Linked DNA regions of Mus musculus: regions 1 and 3 are each linked to region 2. Evidence: chromatin contacts called from public HiChIP or PLAC-seq and promoter capture Hi-C data. All regions are on one chromosome and are shown on one strand. Each heading gives the region's core, a stretch centred on a gene start, on an enhancer-like site or on the middle of the called end of the contact. The rest is flanking DNA. Distances are from core to core; before and after follow the strand shown. Region 1 holds the start of Nlrp3 (NLR family, pyrin domain containing 3). Region 2 holds the start of Nt5m (5',3'-nucleotidase, mitochondrial). Region 3 overlaps Rai1 (retinoic acid induced 1).

Region 1 (4,979 bases), core at 1,996-4,495, 310 kb after region 2:
CCAAGAACTGGGTATCCGAATAATATGGACTTTCCTCCTAGGGGAAATTCAGGAATATAGCAAAGTCCCCAACAGGAAAAGACATACAACAGATCAAAGACATGGGCATACTCCTGTGGATGTAGAATTATTCTGGAAGATAATGTCAGGGATGTAGCTCAGTTGGTAAAGTGCCTTCCTGGCATGGATCTAAGCCAGGGATGGTGTTAATACACAGACCCAGCACCCAGGAAGTGAAGGCAGAAGGAACAGGAGTTCAAGGTCTTCCTCAGCCACACACTGAGCTTGAGAAGGACAGGCAGGAGAGAAGGGAGGGAAGAGAAAAGAAATGAAAGTGCCACTGGCAATGGAGTCACAAAACAAAAATCTAAACATTCGTGCAACCGCGAACCTCAGCCCAAAGCTCAGGTAATGTCTCACTTCAGCTCCAAAAAGAACTTCAAATTCTGATGACAATGTTTATGCCTAAAATGCAGATATAAAAGCAACATCACAAGGCTATACTTGTATAGTCTTACCTGGCCTTTTACTCTTACTATGACCGGCCCTGACTGGGGAGCCCTGGGTAATTAGAGCCGCTCCCTGGCTCGAGTCCTTCATTTGAAAGCACGGATAGTAATAGGAACTACATCATGGGGTTATTGAAAGAAAAGCAAAACCCATTAAAACTGCTTTGTACAGGGTGCCTGGAGCGGTGGCTCAGTGACTAAGAGCACTTGATGCTCTTCCAGAGGACCTGGATTCAGTTCCCAGCACCCACGTGGTAGCTCACAACTGTCTGTAGCTCCAGCTGCAGGGAATATGATACCCTCTTCTAGCCTCCTCAGGTGCCAACACATGCACAGTGCACATAATAGACGTGCAGGAAAACACTCACACACGTGAAGTTTTTGTTGTTTTCTGGTTCTTGTGTTTTGGGTTTTCTTTGAGACCTGATCTCTTTGTTATATAGTCCTGATTGTCCTGGAACAATGTCCTCTGTAGACCAGGCTGGCCTCAAACTCCCATAGATCTGCCTGCCTCTGCTTTTCAAGTACTGGGGATAAAGACATGTGCTGGGGCTGGTGAGATGGCTCAGTGGTTAAGAGCACTGACTGCTCTTCCGAAGGTCCTGAGTTCAAATCCTAGCAACCACATGGTGGCTCACAACCATCCGTAACGAGATATGACTCCCTCTTCTGGTGTGCTACTACATACATCCAATTCAAAATAAATCTTATAAAAAACAGACAAACAAACCCAACTACCTGGTACAGAGCCGGAGAGAGCTGGTTCAGGGAGTAAAGGCACGAACCAGATGACCTGAAGTTTGATCCCCAAGGCCTACATGGTAAAAAGAATCAACCCCTGCATATTGTCCTCTAACCTCCACATAGGTGCCGTAGCACACACATACAGGCACACAACATAAATAGCTAAAAACGTTTAATGCTTTAATTTGAAAAACAAAATCTAAAATTGCTCAGTCAGGACTTGTATTGCTGAGACTTCACTCCTGTTGTACACATTCTCAGGTCAGGAACAATTACGGCTGCATTGTGATGTGCAATTGGATTGCCACCTAGCTCCGTCTCCTTCTCCCGGATTGCCATTGCCTTGCCACACCCCTCATCATCATCTCCAACTGGCCCAGTGGAACCCAGATCCCTGTGCATAACAGGGAGGTGCTCTACTGCTGAGTCACACCACCCCAGCATCCTTATCTCCGGTGACTACTTCCTTCCGCAGCTCCCACTCAGCATCTTCTGCCTGGGACTTCCCTGGTTTATTCCAAATCCCTTCTGCTGCTTCCCTGGTTTAGAGCAGACGAGCATCTGCTATGAGCTGGTTGGGGAACCAGAGGAGGACCTCAGCACTGAGCCAACTCACGAGGTTGGAACCAGCCACAACAGTCACCTGCGAGTGAGTGAAGACTGAGACCGGAGTTTTTACAGAATTAAGAAAACCACACTGCTCCCCTCCCTCTGACCCTCACCCTCCCGTACCCCTGCAGGAGAGAAGGAAAACCCATGGTCAGAGAAAAGAGGATTCTGTGTTTGGAGCCAGCCTGGGATACTTGAGACTCGAACTCAAAACCAGAGAACTGAAGATGTTGAATAGACATAGTTATCCATAGCAAATGGATATGCACAGATGAGACAAGCACAATGTAATAGACACACATGAATATTCAACATTAACCTTTTTTAAGAAGGAAATTCTGATGTACCTGAACACATTATGCTAAGTGAAGTAAGCCAGCCAAAAGAAACAAGCCCTCCATGAATCTACCTGCACGAGGAATCCATAGAGGTAAAGTTCACAGGGACAGAAAACAGCGGTGGTTGCTAGGAGATGGGGTTAGGTAATGGGGACTTATCATCTAGTGTGTTGGGAGCTTCAGTTGTGCAAGATGAGAAGTTGGTTGCACAACCATATGTTTTCTTGTTGCTAAGCCATATATGTAAAATTACTAAAATTCCACCTTTTATGTCACGTGTACCTTACTGTAAGAAACAAACAAACAAACAAACAAAACCAAAAACCCTTCTGTTTACTCACTCCACTCTGGCTGGTCCTTCTTAGCTTTTTCCCAGAGGTCTCGCCTGTTGATCGCAGCAAAGATCCACACAGCCATGGCCCAGGCCTTCTCCTCGCCATTGAAGTCAATCATGAGTGTGGCTAGATCCAAGTGATCTGCCTTCTCCATCTGGCCCCTGGGGACTGGGATACAGCCTTTCTCGGGCGGGTAATCTTCCAAATGCATTTTGAATTTCTTGAGGTCCACATCTTCAAGGTCCTCTAGATACTGAGCCAGCTTGCAACGGACACTCGTCATCTTCAGCAGCAGCCCTTTCGAGGGTCTCGGGGCTTAGGTCCACACTGGCAGTGCAGGAATGAAAACCCCATGGGAGTAAAGAAGAATGGTATTAAAAGTCTCCACTTCCAGAAAACGAAGTTATCAGAAACACAGGAAACTAGATGCTAATATTGAAACCTCTAAGGGTACCCCATAGATTGGTACAGGTTTTTAATGAATCACCATCTCTGACTTAGTAAGAACTGAGTAAGCCAAATGTTTACCAGAAAGTTCTCTTAGCTTGATCCAGACGTATGTCCTGAGCCATGGAAGAAAAGTTCCTCTGTAGAGATAAAAATAAGAAAGCCATTAACACAATCAGATGTGGTATACAGAGAACACGCATATACAAAGTCACCAGGACTCGTGTCTGACCAGAACCCATGGTGACGAGGCTAGGACCTGGGCACAGCCTTCACTGTTTCTCAACCTCAGCTTCCTCCTTCAGACACTGAGAAAGCAGAAGAGATTGCTTCCCGATTTCTTTTAATGGAAAGCCCTGGTTTCTTGCTTTTATTTTCAAAGGAAGGAGGAAGCCAGGAGAAAATAAGCTATAATAACCCCAGAGCACCAAGGTGAGGACTCACAGCCCAGACGGGCTGACAGCTAACCCTTCAGTGTTCCTCTATTTCCCACTGACAGACAGAACCCGATCAGGTGGAATTGTGTGCATATAAAGAGGAAGACTACATGCGTACATCGCTTTAACGGCTCTTTAACATCTCACATCTATAACGAGCATCGTGATTCACATTTAGTCAGAACTCTGGGCCTAGATGCTGCCCTGATTCTTTTTACTCTTCTCATCTAGTTTCTCCACTGAGGTGTGTAGGTTCCTTCTGCTGAGTGGTAGAGACACTAAGTGGCTTTCTCAGACTGAAGCCATAGATGGTAGAGGAAAGTGCCTGAAAGGTGGTGATGGCCTCCGAATTGATATTCATGTGACAGCAAGATGACATTGAAGGTGCCCCAAGCTCGATGTACCTGTCTCGTGTCCACTCTTGCATCTCCTCTCCCTGTCTCCTGCCGCACCTCACATCTTTCTGTCATCTCTAGTGTTCTTGCTGACTGCTGCCCCAGCTCCACAGATCCTCCTAGACTTTTGACCCCTCAGTTCCTAGTCTTTCCCAGGAGTTCTCAGCCCTCTGCCCCCTGCTGCTAAGACCTGCCACAACAGATTTGCTCTTTACATTAGCTGCCCCCTGGGCTTCCAGCACATTCCCCCCCTCACAGGCAGTCCACCCTCTGCCACCCTGAGTAGATGCTGTTTAAGTCCTAGGGAGCTATAATTGCTTCTTCTGTGAGCGCTCACGCGCACACACACCTCCCTAACATGCATGAACCACGTAACAGCAAACAGAACATCCCAGAAATACCTTAATGTTAGATGAGTCTAAAAGAAATTCCTTGTCTATTGACTAAGATAAATCATGCCATTAAAAATACCCTGGACCTTTTATCCACTCTGCTCCATGACATTGTACTCACCCAGATAGCAGCCTTGGGTACAAATAAAGGGGAAATGAGATAAATATATAGGGGTCACTGTGACACTGGAGACAGGAAGGATGTGGCTTCAAGACGTGAACAAGCTTGCATCACTGTCAAAGACGGATTGGCAGTTACTCATCTGGATGGATTTTCCAAACCCAAGCAATAGAGTTCTGAGTGTAAGCCTAAGCTGCAGACCAGAATTCCCGGGGGTTCCCTGCAGAAGCCTTTAGAAACAATGGGAAAAAGTGAAACCTCAGGGCTCAGCACAGGCAGCGAGCAGCTCAGTGAGGCCTAGGATCCCAGAGAGGGGGACATAAGCAGTGGCAAGCAGAACCAGTGTGTGGAGAGCTGAGGACAGAATCAGGCTTTGAAACCCTAGATTCTAATTTCTTTCTCCTGGCATGGAGGTGGTCAGCACGCAGCTCCAAGTGTTCTCCATCTCCTGTTAGTTTTAAAAGCATAAGTCTTACTCCATGACTTTTGGTCTCACCTGTCAGGCTGAGGTGGCTGTGTCCCAGGAAAAAGCCAAAGTGCTTGGCTTTCTTTACACCCCGAAGGACAAGGGAACTGATGGCCGCTCAGACCTGCTTCTCTGCCACCCTTGGTCACTGTAGAACCACTGTCTGACCATGGCAGAGACTCCAAC
Region 2 (4,910 bases), core at 2,076-4,575:
CAACTGGCCCTCAGGAGCCATGGAGTCACCATCCACGGATTCAAACAATCACAGAAAATAGTGAGTGAGAATTACTGTCTGAACTGAACATTTACACAGGCCTTTTCTGTGTCATTTCTCCTTCTCTTCAATATCCCAAACCATCTCCACAGTATTTACACTGCCCTCCACAGTGTAAGCCACCTAGAGAAGGCCGAGCTGCATACAATCACATAGATCATACACAAACACCATACTGCTTTACATGACATAGTTTTGAGCATCTGTAGATTTTGGTATCCTTAGGGTCCAGGAAGCCTCAATACCAAGGGGCAAGAATACAAATTTGAAAGTGGCCACATCTACTATACCTAGACTGTTTGGTATAACCACAGATATTTAGACAACCAGGCTACGGGGAGGCTCTGGATGTTCTTCAGTGAGCTGAGGCTTGGGAAAGGAATGAGCGGAAACCAGTAGGTTTCTCCCGTCCCTGCAGCCCTTCCTGCCACACACTTTCTCATTTTGCAGTTGGAAGTCAGGAATTAGTCCTTTTGGGCCTGGAATATCTATACAAGGGGCTACTGAGCCACTGCTACTTTCTTTGTTGTTTTATGGTACTAAGAAAACCCAGGGCCTCACGCATCCTAGGCAAACACTACTGGTAAGCTAAACCCCTAAACCTTCATTGTATTCTCCTTTCCCTTCTCTTCCTCCATCTCTATCTCTTCTTCCTCCTTTTCCTCCTCCTCTCTATGGTACGGTTTGAAACAAGTCAGCTTGCAGAGTCTGGGTAGATTTCATTTTATCCCATTAGTATATTCCCGGGGCTGGAGAGACGGCTCAGAGGTTAAGAGTACTTGTTGCTCTTGCAGAGGACCTGGGTTCAGTCCTAGCACCTACATGGTAACTCCAGTTCTAAGGCTTTGGATACCTTTTTCTGACCTTTTGTACACCAGGACTGTACACAATGCACATGTGTATATAAAAGCAAAACACCCACACACATAAAACTAAATTTAATATATTCCTACAAGGAAACTATGTCCCCCAAATTCAAATGTTGGTCAGCCATCTGTAAGTGAACCCTATGCAGTGCAGCAGTTGATTGCTGAGGTGACAGAGCATTTCCTTAGGTTTAAAGCTTTCATAGGTCTCAGCACGGGAGAGATCAGCTATCTGGGCTCTGTGGAGATGCTTGCAGCAGTACCATCTGTGAATGAACAGAAATGATACCCCATGTCCCCTTTAAATACCTGTCCCTCAGTAAACCAAATTACTGTGGAGGTACCTTCTTTATCATGTAGGGGCCTGGGAGCTGGGGGTGCAGAGCTGCAGTGCTAGGACAGAACCCTAGAGTCTTGTACTAGCTAGACAATCCTCTACCATTGAGCTGTATTACCACCCACCCCCGTACTGTATTGAAATCAAAAGAGAAAGCAGAACAGAGAACAGGGCAGTAGGGTGGTTGGAGAGAATTGTGTGGAGCAGGCAGACGTGTTGCTGGGGCTTGAATCCCATCTGCGCTCCTTACTACCCCGTGATGTGATGATGGCAGGATGGCAGGTCTCCTTGTGTGCAAGGAGGAAACAGGAGCATCTTCCCACAGCAAGATAAGGGAATGGAGAGAGTGCTGAGTGAAGTCCTGAGGCAATGTGCTGTCACTGACATAGGCAGAGCTGTGTCAGCACCCCAGAACCTCAGACCCATGAAGGAAGGGCAAAGCCCCACCCCCATCCCCTGGCATGAAGAAGCCTTCCTCTGGTCCAAGTATAGAATTTGACAGTATATGCAGAGAATGGCCACTCTAGCTTTCCCCCTTGAATGTTTCCCCCCTGCAGACTGCCTCCCCTGTTTCGTTACACCTCTGTCCCCATCCCTGCCCATCCGTATACACCCGCCTTTCTGTTGATCCCTACAAACACCCTGGGCTTCCAAGAGTGCTGTGGTTTCTCCAGAAAAGAGCCCAGCTCTCTGTGTGTCTTTTTCTTCATGACCTCACTGCCTTCAGTCCTGGAAGACTGTGAAGAACGAGATGTTACAAACCTGATAAGTTAAAAAACAAAAACAAAAAACACTCCTCTGACCATCAAGCACTATAGCCCCTAGACAACCAAGTGAGAAACGCTGGAGTTTCTAAGTTTATGCTGAGCAAATCCCCCTATTCCTTTCATAGAATAGTTTAAGTCTCCAAATTACACTTTACCAAAAAGCCTGGATCTCTGTCTAGCCATGAGGGATGGGAAGGTTGGGGGAGTGGTGCCCAAGGTCTTACCAAAAACCTTACACTGGTCAAGAGGGAAGTTTCACTCTTCCCAGTCCGACTCCCCATGTGACACTCTGCAAGTCACATTCTCTAGCATACAGTATCACTCAAAGTTATGCTTCCATGGGGTAAAAGAGGATGGCAAAGACACTCCTGTCAATTTCATTGGGAGGGATAGCCATGTCTGGGTAAGAGACTGAGAATGCTCGGTTTTGTTTTTTGTTTTTGTTTGTTTTTAATGTAACCAATTATCTGAGGCCAAACACACCAAGAATTTAAAATTCAAGCCCAGCATGGCTTGCAGTCTCAGCTTCTTGAGAGACTATAAAACAGGAGGATCAAAAATTTAGGCCTCCCTAGGCTACACAGTGAATTAGTTCAAGGGCAGCCTAGGGAAGCTAGTGAGAATGAAGGACAAAGTACAAAGTAAGAGGATGGGAGATGTAGGTCAGTGGTTGGGAGCCTGTCTAGTCTACAGAGGTCTGGGTTCAATCTCCAATATTTAGAAGAAGTGGATACTGAAGGGCAGCGGCAGGAGAGAGGAAGAGAGGGGAAAAGGGAGTCCAGCTGGGAAGGGGGATTAAGGAGATAGCTGGAAACCCAGCAACAGCTGAATGGTTGGTCCCTCTAGCCCTGTAGCCCTAGTCCTCCCAGGATCCGTGTGGTACCAAAGAACCCGCCAAAGGTCATTGGAGGAGTCGAGCTGGCTTGGGGCTGGACAGCTGCGGCCTCAGTTTCCCCTCCCCGCGGGGCACGGCTGCGGGGCCGGCTGGTGCTCACGCTTAGCCCAGGCTGTAGCCGTCCGTACTGCTCCGACACCCAGAAGCCGCGCCGGTCCTCCAGCGCCACGAAGGGCAGGTCGGGGAAACGCGCGCGGAACTTCCGGAGGAAGCCGCCCTCAAAGTCCGCCAGCACGCCGTCCATGTCCACCAGCACCCGCAGGGCGCGGCTGCTCGCCCGGCTCCGCTCGGCCCGTAGCGGGGCACCGCGGGGACGCGCACAGCAGCCGCGCAGCCTATGCATCGCCCCGCTCCTCGCCCGGGGCCCGCGGCAGACGCAGCCTCCACCGCGGACACGGACGCGCAGGCTCCGGCCCAGAGCGAGGCCGGCGCGCAGCCCCGCCGCCCTTAAAGGGACATGCGCCCAGAGAAGGTGAGCGCGACGTGGGTGCTGATCGCCCTGGGACATCCAGTCCCAGGTTACAGCCGCCTGTGAAAGCCAGACTGGAGCACTCTTCCTACTGAGGCAGTGGTGGATGGAGGAGCTCACCACCGGAGGAACAAATCCTTAGGTATTTATTGAGCGCTTACTTCGTTGAGCTCTGAGCCCAACAAAGTTCCAGCCATCCCGGATTATGGGTACAGGTTTTTAAACAGCTTGTCATTCCCAAGTATAGACAGGGAGGATTTCAGGTTTTAGGTACAGGTAAAGGCAGATACACCTGCTGTGTGTGATCCTCTTTGTTCATAGATGCTGAATGTTTGCAACCATAACCTTATAAAATTTAAAGCTATCAGAGGTGTAACCTTCAAATCTATAAAGGTTCTAAAAAAAACAGATGCTCTGTGTCCATCCTAACATCACTGGATTCAATAGTGAATCTCCAAATATGTCTGTAAATTTGTTACTGTGCTTCATGTTATTAAAAAAAAAGGAATTAGTAGGTAGAAAAAATATTTTAAAGGATGCAAACATGAAGGTATTTTTGGTAAAGAAAGGTCTCTGTATGTTAAATCTTGGTCCTTCCTGATCTAGATTCCCAGCACCCTGCTGGCTGCTCACAATCCTCTCAACTCTGAACACAGGGGATGCATACAGCACCCTCTGCTGGCCTCCATGGGCACATGTGGTGCACAGACATACATATTGCCAAAACGTGGGGAGAGAGAGAGAGAGAGGGAGGGAGGGAGGGAGGGAAAGAGAGACAGACGGATACACAGGATGTTTGTAAAGATTTTTTAAAAAGACTCTGTCCTAAAGAGAAGAGGGATGGCTGGATGTTTCCAAAATAAGAAAGATAAAGACAAAGCTAGAAAGCTCATGTCCCAAAAGGCCAAGCAAGTTACATGGGAGGACCAGACAATCTGTTGTGAGATTATGTTTTCTGGAAATGACAGAAAAACTTCCATAATAATATGGCTGCCTAAATAAGACCACAACAAGGAACCACCACTGATAGACATGCTAACATGGAAGAGAGACAGTGCTCACAACAGTCTGTAGCTTCAGTTTCTGGAGATTCAACACCTTCTTCTGGCCCCCTCAGGCACCAGGCAAGTGTGTTATACCCATACATACATTCAGGAAAAATAAATATCTTTAAAGAAACTCACCCTCCTTGTCATCTATGAACTTCATTCTCTAAGTTCATGAGACAAGAATCTAGAGGCACTGACTCAGTAAAAGCTTTGTGACTATTGTGGACGCCCGATTCGCCAGCAAGGAAGACACCACAACAGGATTCTTCTGCACAGGTTTATTGGAAGAGCTTGATAGCGAAGCCAAAAGACCCCAGCCCCAAAACTGGCGCTGCTTATATAGGCCTAGGAGTGGCGTGTCTATACCTGATTGGTTGTGCTTTCAGTGCCTCATTTACATTCCCCGGGATGGGCTTTGATTTGGTGAGAAACCCTTATGCACATGCGCACAATGGTTGTTTACCTGA
Region 3 (4,440 bases), core at 242-2,741, 330 kb before region 2:
ACCGCTCACTGTCTAAATAAGGAGAAACATAAAGGCCAACTACGAAGAAAGCAGGCCCCGTCCATCATGTCCAGCTCAGGCTAGCCTACCCTCACTGGTGCCACCCACGGGCAGGGTCTAAAGATCGGGGTCTGGCTAGAGGGAGCTCACAGGGGTTCCCAGGCTGCTTGGGTTGGTCCACACTCCAAGCCCCAGTAGTGCTATCCTTACAGAAAGCCGAACTCATCAGGACAGCTTGTCCTCTCCACTCCATGCTCCCAGAAGGACCAGGGCTTACCTTACTTGTTGAAGAAGCAGAAAAGAAGTGTCAAGCTAGTAGCAGGCTGTCTAAATGCCACTAGGCTTTTGACCTTGGGCAAGTCTTTCACCTCCATGGGCCTCAAGGCCTGTGCCAGTTGTCCCTTTTGCTAGGAAAACCATTCCCAGACACCCATGCAACTCTACTGTGTCCCTGTTATCATTGTATTTAAAATGACACCCCTTGTGCTTCCTTCTAGTTCTTCAAAGCACTTACCTTTTGGCCTCATTACCAGTCTCCTCTCGAATGAAAAAAGTTCCATAAGAGCAGGGATTTTTGCCTATTTTATTCATAGCCATGTCCCCATTGCCCAGAACAATAAATATTTATTAAATGAATCATGCTCCAAATGTCACATTAACCCTGTGAAACTAAATCCAGACTAAGAAGTCAGCTGATAAGATACAAGGTATTTGGGCGGACTGAGAGGCATAAACTAGGTAGGGCCACAGGTCTGCTTCATACATTAAACACAGACCTGTTCTTAAGGACGGACGAAGAGTCTACTTCGGAGGTCTGTAGTCAGATGGGGGTTGGAGGCAGCTGTACACACTGGTCCCAAGCAAAGTGGGGGGAGAAGGAGCCAGAGCAGGGCAGCCTTTGCTTTAAGAGGTTACAGGTCAGAAATGTACAGTAGGGATGTTTTTCATTTGCAAAAAATGTTACCAGGGCTGGCAAGATATAATGGCTTAGTGATCAACTTCCATCCCTGAAACCCACAGTAGGGAGCACTAGCTCCTGGAAGTTGTCCTTACACACACACACACACACACACACACACACACACACACACAGACCAAAAAAAAAAGTTAGCAACCAAGTCTCAAGGGTTTTTATTGTTGTTATTTAAAGCAGGGCAAAGTTCAAAAGGACCATCTGTGGGTTGTCACTTGACCATCAGCCCCAGGTGTCAAAGACTGACAAAGTGGACACACACACACCCATGCACTTTAGCTCTTAGCTTCTTGGGCTGGGGACTTGGGTATTCAATGCAACAAGGAGTACCTAGATGTTCTCTGGCTCCAGAGCAGCAGGCCTTGGTAGGTAGGTAGCATCATGGCCCAGGCAAACCCTGAAGTAAAAGGTGAGAGGCCTGGGTGCAGGAAAGAGCTCAAGAGCTAGAGGTAGGAGTGTGGCATGAGCTCAGCTTGTAGAGGTGGTGTAGGAGGTGCCCTGTAACATTCCACAAGAGATAGGTAAGGCCCCACCCCTCCCCCCTCCTGGGACCCCTGCCAAGCTCCCATGTGGGGTTCATGACAGCAGTAATTACATAATTAATGGTACAATGAGCTGCCTCCTAAGGATAAGAGCCTGAAGGTAGGGACTTCAGTGTTTGCTCTTAAGCTCCAAAGCCCTACTCTGGCCCCAGAGTTGCCCCTATAAAAATTGCTCTGATGGTGACCAAGTGGGACAGAGGGACACTACTGGCTTTGTGCTTATCACAGTATTTATTCTTTATCACAGCCTCAGAGGGTGAAGGCCACAGAGCAGTTTCATGAGTGGGTGAGGGAGTTGGTGGGCAGAACAAAAACTATCTAACTAGGACCTGCACTCTTTCCTGCAGCCTTTCCTGTTGGTGTCCACTGACTCTTGAGCCCAGCTTGGCTCAGCCAAGCGTCCAGGTGGAGAGCAAGCAGAGCGCAGAGCTGAGGCTCCAGGGGATGTGTGTAGCTTAAGTCGCAGTGAACTGCCAAGGCGTCGCTGAAGGCCACCCAGGGGCAGGAAGAGGGAAAATGATGAAGGAAGCAAGTGGCTGCCCTCTGGAAGCTTCCAGAACAAACTCCCTCCTACAGTGGCTACTGCCTACCTACCTACCGTGGTCCAGTTCTGAGTTTGGCTGCTAGAGCCAGTGGTCTGGGTACCCAGGTGCTTTCAAAGCAGCTCTTCCTGTGTGCTCATGGGGACTCTAGGTCTGCTCTCGCAGTGGTAGCAGCAGAGGGTCTCTGGCTCATCACAGACAGTCCTGTCTGCAACCTCCTCGGAAGACAGCTTGGCATGGAAAAGCAACCAGCCCCAGGAACTGGGCACATTCTCCCTCAACACTCCAATCCCAAACCCGAAGAAATCAATGAAAATCCAGAGAGAGAGTCAGTAAGTTGTCCACCAGGCTCAGCAGTTACGTGCCCCAAATGCCTCTCTGTCACACAGAAACAGAGAACATGGCTTTCCTACTGTATAGCCCAGCAGGGAAAGATCTTGCTGCTTCCAGGAGTCTGGGTAGAACCTCCCCTGCTGCCTGCCCCAAGGGCTTCTCACTGCAGCAAGCTGACAGCCCAGGAGGTGCAGCCCTGGCCCCTTCTCAGTGCGGGTTCCATATGGGGGAGCAGGGCACTGAAGCCCCTCCTGCACCCGCCCCCAGGGGAGGAAGCCGCCTGTCAGGCCGCCTCGGCGTGTCAAATCCTCTTGCTGCCTAATTGTGAGACGGCGGCGTTTAAAGAAACGCTTTTCTGGCCGCCTGCCACACCGCAAACTGCTTGGTATAATTTTATTATTAAGGAGAGAGAAAAAGAGAAGGGGCTGGAGGAGAGAGAAAGGGGAGAGCAGAGGAAATTGCTTCGTCCAAGTCAGCTGGTGGAGTATTCCGCTCAACGTGAAAGCGGGGACAGCTTTCCAGTTGGCAAGCTGACTCCGTTAATTGCGCATTCAGTCTCTACTTAGGGTAATTGGAACGGAGCGGGGCCTAGCTCTGACAATTAGGGTCTGCGACTAGGCCATTAACCCTTTCCGCAACCAGCCCCCGCCCCATCGACACCAGGCGGGGAAGGGCGCGGGCGAGGACCCCACATTGAGGTGTGGGCTGCAGCAGGGTACTCTGCCTAGGGCGCGGCGCGGAGGGTGGGGTCTGCGGCCTCTCCGCCGCTGCTACAGATGTTTCGGCCGTGTAAGACAAAGGCAGAGCGCGGCTGTCGCCGGGAGAAAATCCGCAGGACTCCCTCAGGGGCAGGTAAAATTTCACCTTCCATTGGTATTCCCCTCCCCCTCCTTGTCTCCCGGCCTTCCGCCAATCCGGAGAGGGCCACCAAAGACGCCGCGACGCCTCCTCCGCAGCCCAACCCACTGACCCCAGCAAGGTCACGGCGACCTCCGGCACACCCGCCCGTCCTAAGCCACAGATCCGCAGGGACTGTGGGCGCCCAGAGAGGAAGGGGGCGCTGCGCTTGCCACGAGGCAAAGGCAGCCAAGATGCTCCCCGCCTCCCTCCCGCCTGCACCCGGACCTGGGGGCGGCCCCCCAGCCTCCATCATTCATTTTCCTGATTCCCGCTGTAGCCGCCCTCGGAAGTCAGCCGAGTGAAGCAGCTGTTCCTTGCACACTCCACTTGACCAAAGATGATGATAAATGAGGCCAGAGCTGCGTCAGGGACGCGGCTGCAAGGGCCGTGCAGGGAGGAAAGTGGGGGCCTATAGTCCCTTCGCCCCGTTCGGCTAAGTGCGCGCCGGCGAAATTGCGTGTGAGCTCTCCCCACCCCCGCCCCGTAGACCTTCCCGCAGGTCCGCACCCTTCCCCGAACGCTGGGGTCCCCGCGGCGTCCTCGCCTCCGCCCCCAGTCCGCGCGCCCCAAACCTATTAACGCTCGTAAATAATGAATAAAGGAGCGCTTCCTACAGCCGCTCTGGGTGCGGGAGGGGCGGCAGCCAGAAGCGTGAGGCTGGGGAGATCGCCGCGGGCCGGACCGAGGGGCTTGGGCGCGCGGCCCCGCACACGTGCAGCCGCGGCGTGCAGGCAGCACCCCGCCCGGCGGCGGAGGAGGGGAATCCCGCGCTGCCCTCCCCAACGCCACCTCCCCTGGAGTCCTCTGGCACCGAACGAGGCGAGAGAGTGCGCGCGAGCTTCCCAGCCGAAGAGGGTTATTTTTAACCTGCCCCCCTTTCTATATCTGCCTCGGCGATGCGCGCCCGCCCGCCCGCTCCAGCAGCCGAGGACGCGGGCTCCTCACCTCGCTCGCAGGCTCCGGACTCTGCGCCTCCCCGGGCCCGGCCCCCGCCCTTGCGCGGGCAGAGCGCCGCTACATCTCAGCCTGGAAAGGGCCGATTAGGAGCCGCGTGCCTTTCAGCTAAATATCGGAACCGGGTGGGATGGGGGCGGGGAGCCGGCGCTCGTCCCCTCGCCTCCCTCGCTCCCTCCCACCCTGCGCGGAGTGG

What was found. Promoter capture Hi-C pulls out the DNA fragments that hold promoters and counts their contacts. HiChIP or PLAC-seq counts read pairs in DNA pulled down with a chosen protein or histone mark.
Region 1: a contact with region 2 is called in a promoter capture Hi-C map of hippocampal neurons, with 2.6 times the contacts expected there. The contact joins the promoter of Nlrp3 here to the promoter of Nt5m in region 2. A contact is called at or near these places in 3 of 39 promoter capture datasets (the 3T3-L1 cell line, hippocampal neurons and macrophages), 3 of 115 datasets of contacts at active chromatin or transcription factors (the NIH/3T3 cell line, double positive thymocytes and large pre-B cells) and 1 of 9 other capture datasets (liver).
Region 3: a contact with region 2 is called in a FOXA1 HiChIP or PLAC-seq map of pancreatic cancer cells. The contact joins the enhancer-like site here to the promoter of Nt5m in region 2. A contact is called at or near these places in 3 of 39 promoter capture datasets (the C10 cell line, embryonic stem cells and liver), 4 of 484 Hi-C or Micro-C datasets (cardiomyocytes and embryonic stem cells), 12 of 115 datasets of contacts at active chromatin or transcription factors (the 230-238 cell line, astrocytes, embryonic stem cells and 3 more) and 2 of 9 other capture datasets (embryonic stem cells and liver).

Annotation. Positions count from the first base shown.
Region 1 is chr11:59,540,952-59,545,930 of GRCm38.p6, reverse strand. Nlrp3 (NLR family, pyrin domain containing 3) reads right to left here and starts at 3,245. Exons shown (of 10, transcript NM_145827.4): 1 at 3,064-3,245; 2 at 2,542-2,862. The coding sequence starts at 2,818.
Region 2 is chr11:59,846,488-59,851,397 of GRCm38.p6, reverse strand. Nt5m (5',3'-nucleotidase, mitochondrial) reads right to left here and starts at 3,325. Exons shown (of 5, transcript NM_134029.2): 1 at 3,026-3,325. The coding sequence starts at 3,268. It also overlaps a transcript of Cops3 not described here.
Region 3 is chr11:60,175,757-60,180,196 of GRCm38.p6, reverse strand. All of the region lies in intron 2 of Rai1 (retinoic acid induced 1), which reads right to left. Among named protein-coding and RNA genes, the nearest start is that of Mir6921, 23 kb to the left of the region's middle. Within about 2 kb of position 1,491, at least 17 of the 459 cell types and tissues checked have an H3K27ac peak or open chromatin away from gene starts, as enhancers often do. A contact at or near this core is called in pancreatic cancer cells, where this site is marked.